Linked DNA regions of Mus musculus: region 2 is linked to region 1. Evidence: chromatin contacts called from public HiChIP or PLAC-seq data. All regions are on one chromosome and are shown on one strand. Each heading gives the region's core, a stretch centred on a gene start, on an enhancer-like site or on the middle of the called end of the contact. The rest is flanking DNA. Distances are from core to core; before and after follow the strand shown.

The links. HiChIP or PLAC-seq counts read pairs in DNA pulled down with a chosen protein or histone mark.
Region 2: a contact with region 1 is called in a FOXA1 HiChIP or PLAC-seq map of pancreatic cancer cells. The contact joins the enhancer-like site here to the promoter of 2310015D24Rik in region 1. A contact is called at or near these places in 4 of 39 promoter capture datasets (the C10 cell line, cranial neural crest, embryonic stem cells and 1 more), 1 of 15 datasets of contacts at CTCF or cohesin (large pre-B cells), 6 of 484 Hi-C or Micro-C datasets (B cells, the CH12 cell line, ECoMG-derived neutrophils and 3 more) and 1 of 115 datasets of contacts at active chromatin or transcription factors (pancreatic cancer cells).

The regions. Positions count from the first base shown.
Region 1 is chr16:13,518,732-13,524,256 of GRCm38.p6, forward strand. It overlaps 2310015D24Rik (RIKEN cDNA 2310015D24 gene), which reads right to left and starts at 2,376. Exons shown (of 4, transcript NR_160674.1): 1 at 2,259-2,376; 2 at 917-1,044; 3 at 454-791.
Region 2 is chr16:13,709,526-13,715,050 of GRCm38.p6, forward strand. No RefSeq gene overlaps it. Among named protein-coding and RNA genes, the nearest start is that of Pla2g10os, 18 kb to the right of the region's middle. Within about 2 kb of position 2,581, at least 5 of the 459 cell types and tissues checked have an H3K27ac peak or open chromatin away from gene starts, as enhancers often do. A contact at or near this core is called in pancreatic cancer cells, where this site is marked.

The DNA.
Region 1 (5,525 bases), core at 1,126-3,625:
TCATTGCTCACACTGAATCACTCAAGGTGATTCTTTGTGTGTTTGTGTGTGTGTGTACACGTGTACATATGATTGTGGAGGTCAGAGGGTAGTCTTGTGCAGTATCCTTAGGAAAACTCTGCAGCTCCTTTAAGACCCTCCTTAAAGGGTCTCCCTTGGGTTTGGAGCTCACTCATTATAGGTAGGCTGGCTGGTCAGAGAGCTCCAAGGATCCTGCTGCCACTGTCTCCCCTGGGCTGGACTTACAGGCACAGGCTCAGCCTGGCATTTCTCATACGGTTTCTGGGATTGAACACAGGTCTTGGTGCTTGTGAGGTACCCTTTTTTACCCTTCCAGCATGACATTTTAATAGCTGTAGATAGTGTATAATGAGTAGATCAGGTACCCGACAAACAGGTCACCTCAGCAGTAGCCACTGCTCTGTACGGAGCCCTCAGAAACCACTTGCTCACCATTTTAGGCTGTAGTTGCCATAGTCTGCCCCTGTATGAACACTGGAACTGACTCGGCTCCCTCTGCAGCTTTCCTGTATCTGTGAGCCATCTTTCTCCATACTTCCACCTTACACGTTCTTCTCCAGGTGGCTTGGACTGCAGAACAAAGCCCCCCCGCCGGGATGATTGCTTGCGGACAGTGTTCACAGGGACTCGGCGGCTGAGGTCAGGTAGGGATGACAGGGTTGTTCAGCAACCCCTAGAGAATTTCCAGATCTGGCTCCATGGTGATGCTATGAAGTTGATCAGCATCTCCATCTGGGACCTGACTCTCTCCCTGCTCAGGGTCTGGGCTCCTGAAAGAGAATGGCTTTGTATAGAGAAGAGCCCTTTGAGCCCCTCAGAGTCCAGAATGAGTATGCCCTCAGGATTACACCTGCTCTTGTGGTTTTTTTCTACAGTACTGTCACACCTTACTGACCTGCTGTTTAAGAGGAGGGTTCTCAGGCAGGCTTCATCTTGTCTTTGATAACATCTGAGTCACAGTCACTTCTGTCTTGCTACATCCCTTTTGCTGTACACTGGGCCTTATTTTCATTGTCATCTCACCTTTATAGAAGCAAAAGGAAATGAACAGAAAGCAGAGCTGATGCTCCACTGTGTCATAGCAGCTGGTGGATTGTGAGACTCGGGATGTCCAGGCAGTGATCTCAAATCTTTTTGCCCCATGTCTCTTTTAATGGCTTTGGTTCTGATAGAGAAGCCATGACTCTGCATAGACACTCCAGTTTTTCTTAAAATGCTTCTCTGGGCACTGAGGAGATGCCCCAGGAAGTAAAGCATTTGCCATTCGAGCATGAGGACCTAAGCTTGATCCCCCAAGCCCATGCAAAAATCAGGGTGTGACCCCAACACTGGGTGTGACAGAAGGATCTCAGAAGCTCCTTGGCCAGCCTACCCAACCTGGTGAGCACCAGGTCTCAGTAGGAGACCCTGTCTCAGAAACAATCAAACGAAAACCAAAAATCTGTAGGTAGCACCCAAGGAAATTTACACCCAAGGTTGACCACGTGCGTATGGTCATGTGCACACACACACACACACACACACGCACACGCACACAAACACAAACACACACATTGCATACAAGCAAATGCTTATCTTTCTCCTTCTTCTTTGTGGTACAGAGCAGAATGAAGCAGAGGGAGAGAAGCTCTTTCCTGCAGAGGAACGTTTGCTTCCAGAATTGAGCTGTTTCTCGGCACACTGGTCTATTTTTGCAGTAGAGCTGGCTGCCCCATGCCAAGGTTTCTCACCGCAAATAGAAGTTCTGGAAGGGCCTGCTAGTTTCCTCCAGCCTTCAGACACCTCTTCACATTTCATCTGGTTTATCCTCCCCATTCCCAAAAGGAAATATTTGGAGTATTTTCTGTTCCAGATAGGAGGCTCTCCCCAGGGCGCCCGGCTGGGCAGGAGCCTCATTTCACCCTCAGCCCTGGCCTCTGGTACAGCTTTCACTATCCGGGGAAGCTAAGCTTAGCTCCAGTGTGCCAGTCTAGATCCTAAACTGTAGTCCCAACCATGAGTAAAATAGAGTCCCAGAACCCCCTCCCGTGCCCCTGGTCCCTTCCAATCCCTGGCCCTTCTAAATGGCTGAGGCCCACCTGTCATTGAAACCAGGAGTTGGAAGTTCTTTACACAAGGATCATAGGCAAGATGACATTCAACTGAGACACTTTACAAAGAGATGCCTGAAGTCTGAATGTTCTAGAAACTATCCCTTATAGTTGAATCAAAACAGATGGAGTAAAAAAACAACAAACCTGTTGGTTCTCTGGTTGACCAGGGGGATTGCCAACCTCACAAAGACGTCAAGGGGCCAAAACTTCCTTTAGTTTGTCAGGGAGAAAGCTAGTTCTGGAGGTACTCAGAGTGAGCTTTAGAAGGTTCCAGAACAACAACAAATGCAGCAATCCGAAAAGTTCTCCCATCGCCTAAGTAACTCGGTGTCTTCCAGACTTCTTGTCAGACAGCGACTGAGTGATGCTGTAAACTGCTGTTAGCTTTCCTTTCTCCTTTTGGGGACGGTAGTAATAATGACAATACAGCTCCTGTCACATCAATGAGGCTCTCAGTGTGAGTGACAAGAGCGTCTTAGAGTTGGACTCCTGTACGTGAAAGACTCATTTTCCACGTGGCCCAGCTTGTTCAAACCTAAGGCACTGTCCATTTCAGAGTGCAGACTCCTGATGTCAACAAGACTTAGACACAGATTTGACCCTGAACAACTGTGGGACTTTCAGGGACTTCCAAGCTCTTGTGGGCACCAGAATCCCCAGGAGGCTGTGTCTGCAGACTGCTGGGCTGCATCCCTGGAGCTGTGAGTCAGTCGACCTGGAGTGGGGCCCAAGAATGTGCCTTTCTGAGTAGTTCTCAGGTGACACTGATGTGTCGGGATCTGGGCCACACCCTAAGAATAAGCAGCTTCAAAGACGCTGGCCCTGCCTCTGCCTCAGTGGTGGAGGTCTTAGTGAATCGTGTTATCATTCTGCTCTGTCCTGCCTTCTCCACGATTGTCCTTAACATCTTTAACTGATTTGAGGCGTGGGGTGCTGTGGGAATTGTGGAGAAATGTGTGTATGCTTGTATGAGTGTGGAAGCCAGAGATCGCTGTCAGGTGTCTTCATCAAGCGTCTCTTGCTGAACTCGACTCACCAATTGCCTAGACTTACAAGCCGGCCAGCGAGGATTGCCTGGGTCTACTTCCTCGGCTCTTGGATTACCGGCTTCTCTGTGGATGCTGGGGATTGAACTCGGATCCTATTGCTTGTGTGGCAAGTACTTTACATCTGAGCCATTTCCCCAGCCCCTTGTTTATTTGTTTTTGACACAGAGTCCCACCATATAACCCAGGGTGCTGCTGATCCTCCTGCCTCCTCCCTCCAATGCAGAGATAACAAGCGTGTGCTGACACATTTGGCTGACTTTAATTATATATGCTTATCAGAACAGTGTGATGAGTTTTTCTACGAATGTATACAGTGTTGGCCTTCATCAGAGTTGGGTAGGGAGCATAAGCATTCATCATTTCCTTGTGTTAGGAGCCTTTGAACTCACTTCTAGCCTGGGCTACATAACAAGACCCTTCTCAATATATAAATACAAAACCTGTTAGGTCCTAAAGAAACTCAGGACAAATGGCTAACCATGGTGCCTAATTAATATGCTGACGTGCATGGTGGCTGCAGGCTCACTCAGTACCTGCGGTTCCTCTCTGCCTCTCTCACCTCATTCCCTACTCTAAACCTATCCAGCTCAGGGGCTTCGCTTCCCCTGTGTCTAAGTTAGGGTTTTACTGCTGTGAACAGACACCATGACCAAGACAATTCTTATAAAGGACAGCATTTAATCGGGGCTGGTTTACAGGTTCAGAGGTTCAGTCCAGTATCATCAAGACAGGAGCATGGCAGCATCCAGTCAGGCATGGCACAGGAGAAGCTGAGAGTTCTACATCTTTATCTGAAGATTGCTAGCAAAATACTGGCTTCCAGGCAGCTAGGCTGAGGGTCTTAAAGCCCACACCCACTCCAATAGGGCCACACCTAATCCAACAGGGCCACACCTTCTAATAGTGCCACTCCCTGGGCTGAACATATACAAACCATCACACCCAGCTTCTCTTTCCCAGATAACTGCCATTTTGGCTTGCATTCTTTTGTTTTTTGTTTGTTTTTGTTTTTTGAGACAGGGTTTCTCTGTATAGCCCTGGCTGTCCTGGAGCTCACTTTGTAAACCAGGCTGGCCTCGAACTCAGAAATCCGCCTGCCTCTGCCTCCCGAGTGCTGGGATCAAAGGCGTGCGCCACCACGCCCGGCTTGGCTTGCATTCTTGTGGTCCCTCTCTCTTCTCTTTCCCTACTCCTCTCCTCCCCTGGACCAGTTCAGTCTACGGTCATCTCCAGTCTACTATTTTCTCTCCTTGCTCTGGACGCCTGGCTGTGCTTTTCCTCATATCTACAATAAAAGCCTTCCCCTCACCCACACCTAGGAGTGGATGTGTCTCATTTTCACTCACCTGGAGCTTGGAATGCAGGAGAAGCATATATGAGTTCCCTCTCAAGGGGCTCGGACTCTCTTAACCAAACTGAGCTGCAGATATGACTCTCTTAAGGTGTATGCGGATCATTTGTTTCGCCGGCTTCTGCCTCCCACCGTCTTTGACTCCAAACTTCACCTCTTTCTTCAGGTGCTGCTTCCCTCTGTCTCCTCTAACCATTTGTCCCTCCTGGCCCACTTGGTGTCACTCTGGCTCCTGGAGCCTTCTGAGCCTCCTGTGGTGCCCATCACTTGGGCATCTCTCTATTAATGCTCTCACCCTACTGGGCCCCCGCCACATGGAAAGTGATGCCTCTGCTCTGTCCATTTTGGGACATTTATCTCTGATAAGTCTCTTAGCTTGGCATTGCCACAGGTTGAAATTCTTGTCACCTGGACCCTTGCCCCCCTCTCTAGCCCTTTTTCCCTTTCCACATGTTCTCAGCTCCTTCCTGGAGTTTTCTTGCCTCCTGATAGGAGTTGCCTGCAAAATCTCAAAACTTCCTTTTGTCCTCCTGGGCCTCTGTCAGGCGAAGTTCCTATCTGCAACTCTGTCCTTCTGTCTCTCAGTTCCTTCCCGAAAGTCCCACTGCTTCCTGTGTTGCCTGGGCCTTATATGATCCTTCCTTCCTTCCTTCCTTCCTTCCTTCCTTCCTTCCTCCCCCTTTCACTCTCTCTCTCTCTCTCTCTCTCTCTCTCTCTCTCTCCCTTCTCAGACTCAGAGATTTTATTAAAGCCTCACTCTTACTGCAAACACCTTGTTTTTCTTTTCTTTTCTTTTCTTTTCTTTTCTTTTCTTTTCTTTTGATTAAAGATTTATTTACTTTATGTATGTGAGTACACTGTAGCTGTCTTCAGACACACCAGAAGAGGGTGTTGGATCCCATTACAGATAGTTGTGAGCCACCATGTGGGTGCTGAGAATTGAACTCAGGACCTCTGGAAGAACAACAGTCGGTGCTCTTAACCTCTGAGCCATTTCTCCAGCCCCACATT
Region 2 (5,525 bases), core at 1,331-3,830, 190 kb after region 1:
AAGCAATACTGTGGAATACCATGGCAGTGCATAAGGCATTATGTTTAGGAAAGTCAAATCCATAACCAGAATGGGTATCTACTCCTGTAAGAACAAAGCATTGTCCTTTCCATGGAGGAAGTGGTCCAGTATTATCAGCTGCTACCAGGTCAACTCAGGGACGGTGCATATATAGGATCTGGCTTTTAGCAGCATCTGTAGCCAGGTCAGCATTGGTGAGTGGAAGCCCATGCTGCTAAGCCCATGCATATCCCTCATCTCTGCCTCCATGGCCACTTTGTTTATGGGCCTATCCTGTCACCTTGATTCTCAGCTAAAGCCACCTTTTGATGAACATTTACATGGGACACAAGTATCTTCCCATCCTTTGCCCATTTGGAGAGCTCTAGCCACATACTTCTTCCCCAGATGTCTTTCTCATGTATTTTCTAATCTTGCTCTTTCCAAGTCCCTGACCATCTAGCCAATCCACGAATCTGAACAATCACACATCTGGCAATTTTTCCTTCCAAGCAAAATGTGTACAGCCTGAAGTTCAACCCACTGAAGATTTTCCTTCAGTGGTGTCTTTCAGGGATGTCCCAGAAAGGGATTGTAATGCTGCAGCTGTCCCATTCTAGGTGGTGCCTTCATAACATGCAGAACTATCATGAAGCCATGCCTTTTCCTCCGTCAACCGGTCATAAGGCACACCCCCATGAGCTAGAGGTGCACGCTTGGCAACAGATGGCATTGTAATAGTAGGAACCATTTACATGGGCAGCTTCTTCATGTAACTTGCTTATGCCTTCAGGACCTGCTCGGGCATGATCACGTATATACCACTTCTATTTGATAACAGATTGCTGCTGTACGTGTCCTGCATCATGACTTGTTGGGTCAGAAACATCCAGCTCATGATGGGCAGCTCAGGTCTAATGGTAACTCGGTGGCCCACTGTCCAAAGTTCAATTTCCATAAAGGCCCAACAGCAAGCCAAAAGCTATCTTTCGAAGGGAGGATCATTGTATGCAGATGATATAGAGCCTTGCTACAAAAGCCCAAAGGTCTCTTCTGTGATTCACCTATAGAGGCCTGCAAAGGCTCCAAACAGCATACCTATCTGCCACTGCCACTTCAAGGACTACCAGGTCTAAGGGCTCATATGTTCCAAGTGGTAGAACAGCCTGCACAGCGGCTTAGACCTATTGAAGAGCCTTCTCCTGTTCCACACAAAGCTAGTAGCTTTCTGAGTCTCTTGGTATATGGGCAGGAGTAACACACCCAAGTGAAGAATGTGCTGTCTCCAGAATGCAAATAGACCCAGTAAATGTCGTTGCTTCTTTCTTGGTGGTGGGAGACACCAGGTGCAATAACATCCTTCACCTTAGAAGGAACATCTCTGCATGCCCCATGCAACTGGACTCCTAAGATTTTCACTGAGGTAGATGGTCCTTGAATTTTGGTTGGATTTATTTCCCATTCTCTGATATGCATATTGTTACCAATCAGTACAAAGTGGTTGCTCCCTCTTGCTTGCTTGATCTAATCAGCATAATGCTGCCAATATAGTGCACCGATGCAATATTTTATGGAAGAAACAGACAATCAAGATTCCTTCTAACTTAGACACAGGGCTGGAGAGTTAATATATACTTGGGGTAAAACAGTAAAGGTACAATGCTGGCATTGCCAACTAAAAGCAAATTACTTCTGATAGGCCTTATGGGCAGATACCCAGAAAAGGGCATTTGCTATATCAATAGTTGCATACCATATTGTATAGGGGATGTATTAATCTGTTCAAGTAAGACACTACATCTGCTACAGCAGTTGCAATCAGAGTCAGTACTTCATTGAATTTTCAGTGACCAACTGTCATGCTCCATGATCCACCTGTCCTGGACATTAGCCAAAAGGAAATGTGGTGGCAGCCATCACCCAGCATCTTTCAAGTCCTTGATGGTGGCACTAGTTTTCTAATTATTTCAGACATTTGACACTGTCTTTGATTCACTATTTTCCCTAGCAGAGGCAACTCCAGTAGCTTCCATTTAGTCTTTCCAACCTTAATAGCCCTCATTCCAAAAGTTAAGGAACTAATGTACAACATCTGCCAAGGTCTAAGTCTATCTACCCCAATTCTACATTCGGGGGCTGGTGATGAGTCCAGGAATCCACGGGACCTTTGTGTGTGTCAGACTCCAGCCACTCCCTAACCTCTTATGTCCATAAGCTCCCGCTTTAATGGGAGGGCCACAATGTTTCTTGAGGTCTCCTAGAATCTCTGCTGGTTCAGAACCAGCATCCAGCAGTTGAACCATCTCATTGTTTCTTTTCCTCCATTGTTCAGTTTCCCCTGTAAAAGACCACAGATCCCTCTGAGGAAGGGCTGGAGAAAGACTAACAGCAAATGTTTCCATGTTTTATCCACGTCCTTCCTTAGGGGAACCTGACTGTCCTTTCACTCAAGGGGTTCTGGGTCTGCCAGCTGGCTCAAGTCTGGAAATTGATTCATGGGCCGAGATTCCCCTTTGCTGTGATCCAGTGTAGCCTTTTCATTTGTTTGAGAACTTTTTGGCTTCTACAGATGAAACAAAAATTCAGTGGCTTCTTATCTATTTCCTGCCTGGAAACACCATGAGTAATTAGTAGCACTAAATGTCCACATGAGTCACCCACCATTAAATTCACTTTGCCTGTGCTGACCATTATGGGTCAGGCCACTATGAACATTGCTTTGCCTATGCTGCCCATTATAACTACCCTAACAGTTTTAATGTACCTATAAGTCACCTTGCTTTTGGTGATTCAGTGCTGGCGCCCAGCCCCTGCTACTTATTGGGGTCCAATTAAATTCCATTCAATCCGTTAACTGGGCAGCAGCATCTTCAACCTTAAGGTCTGGCACAAGGAAAGGGGCAACAATAAAGCTCTTCAAATGTGCTGGTGCCCCTCTCACTATTTTGTGTCTTATAGGACTCATGAGGGCATGTCTTCTGAGCCTTCTCATCATGGAGGGTTAGGTTTTACAGAGTACCCGCTGTAGCATTGCAATTTCCCCAAACCTTACAATCCCTTCATCAACACGAAGCCAAGGGATATCAGGCATACTCCAGAAGTAAGCCATCTTTTGACAAATACTTCACCCAACCATTTAAACAAACTTTTGACACTTTTTTTTAACTGTGTAAGTTTACATATTCAACCTAGAATCTCCACTTAGAGGGCCCATGTCAATAATCTCAGCCTTTTCTAGTTTTATGACCTTCTACCATTATCCCATACCCTTAAAATCCATTCCCACACATATTCCCCAGACTTCTGCTTGAATCAACAAACACATTAGGCTTTTTAATAATATAGCACACCTCCTCAAGGACAATACTTTTCTACCTCCCCTCTAGGAACCTGCTTTGCCTTGAATTTAGTTACAGATCTAGAGCAAATATTGGTGGGCCCTGAAGGACATTAGTATTGTCTTGAGTGGCATCTCCTTCAGAGAAAGTCACATCTGGCTTAGCAAATGATGAAGGATTTATTTCCTGGATCAAAGGCAGAAAAGACAATATGTCAGGGGTAGACAAGCTCATTTTCTGCTGAGGGTGGAAAGACTTTTTTTGTTCTTGTTTTTGGTTTTTTTTTTGTTTTGTTTTGTTTGTTTTGGTTTTGTTTTGTTTTGTTTTGTTTTGTTTTGTTGTTTTTTCGAGACAGGGTTTCTCTGTATAGCCCTGACTGTCCTGGAACTCACTCTGTAGACCAGGCTGGCCTCGAACTCAGAAATCCGCCTGCCTCTGCCTCCCGAGTGCTGGGATTAAAGGCGTGTGCCACCACGCCCAGCTTTTGTTTTTGTTTTGTTTTTTGAGACAAATTTCTCTGTGTAGACCAGGCACCAGGCTAACCTCAAAATTAAAATGTCTTCCTGCCTCTGCCTCCTGAGTGCTAGGGTTAAAGGCGTGCACCACCACATCCCTTGGCACCACCACACCTGAGAAAATAGAGACTATTTTTTCAGGTGAGATAAACCCTTGTGAATCTGAAGGTTCAAAGTTCTCAGCTTCAGTAGGCGCCTCCCACGCATCCCATCCCAAGTTAAAGGATTCCCCTTAACCACTGACACGCTCCAAGCTGGAGCTTGAGTTTTCCTTGTAATTCAGTGTGATTGTCTACAACTTAGGCTTCCTGGCTGCTGGAAAGATGATTCCCTTCCAGGGCACAGTGAAGCCTTTAGAGTGCTGATGGGCATCTGGAGCCAGCTTTATCACTGCCCTTCACTGTATTCTGCTAGACATTGGTTAATTCTACCAAAGAGCTCATTTCTATCCTTTTTAAGTTTTTCCAGAGATGCTAGGAGCAACCAATATCATCATTTTCCTTATTTTTACACAAGCTCTCAAAGGTTTCATATATTAGGACATCAAATTCATTGCCACTCACCATTGGTGAATCATGGTGCTGAAATGCATTTATCTTAAGTTTATAATATAGTTCACACCATGGGCTTCAGTAAATGCAATGGCTTCAGTAGCTGTATGTGTTGGTGAGTTGAAGTTTATTCCAGATATTTAAAAAAGATTCATCCTTATACTTCTGTTGTTCTAGAACCAGTTCTGGTACCAAAATATGTAGTAACAGAATCTATCTATCTATCTATCTATCTATCTATCTATCTATCTATCTATCTATCTATCTATCTAAAATTCCATATATATGTGCGATTATACACACACACACACATATGGGATTTTAGTAGAATGACTTACAGAATGTGGTCCAGCTAATCAGACAATGGCTGCTTATGTATGGAAAGTCCACGAATGCAGTAGTTGCTCAGTCCATGAGGCTGGATGACTGGGCTAATCTTCAGTACACACTGGAATTCCCAAAGACAAAGGTTCTGATGCCAGTGACAGAATGGACTTAGCATCTTGAGTGAGGGCAAGCAAGCCAAGAGCAAAGGCTTCCTTCTGCCATTCTAAAGCTTTGGAATGATCTCTCTCTAAAAATATTTTGATTGTGGGATGTGTGTGTGTGTGTGTGTGTGTGTGTGTGTGTATACACGTGTTTACTCGAGCACACACTTGTGCAAGTAAGCATGTGCAGACACGTACTTGCAGAAGCCAGATATGTCACATTCTTTGGAACCAGAGCAAAAGCAGTTGAGCCGAACAATATGCAGGCCAGAAACTGCACTCAGGTTCCCTGGGAGGGCAGGAAGCTCTGCTAACCACTGAGCATCTTTCCTGGCCTGCGATTTCAGTTTTTAGGGTTTGATCTGTTGTTCTACATTTTTTTTTTAATTTTTTCCTTGAAATGTTGGGACTCAAACTCAGGACCTTAAACACGCTTCACAAATGTTTTGACACACAGCAGTACCACCAGCCCAGGAAAGAATTTTCTTTTTCTTTGAGAAAGTCTCTCTTGCCTACACTGGTACCAGCCTCCTGGGCTCAGCTGACCTTTCAACCTCAGCAGAACACCCCAGCAGACATCCCAGGAGTGTGCCACCACACCCAGCTTCCGGGAAATAAAATTTACCTCTTACA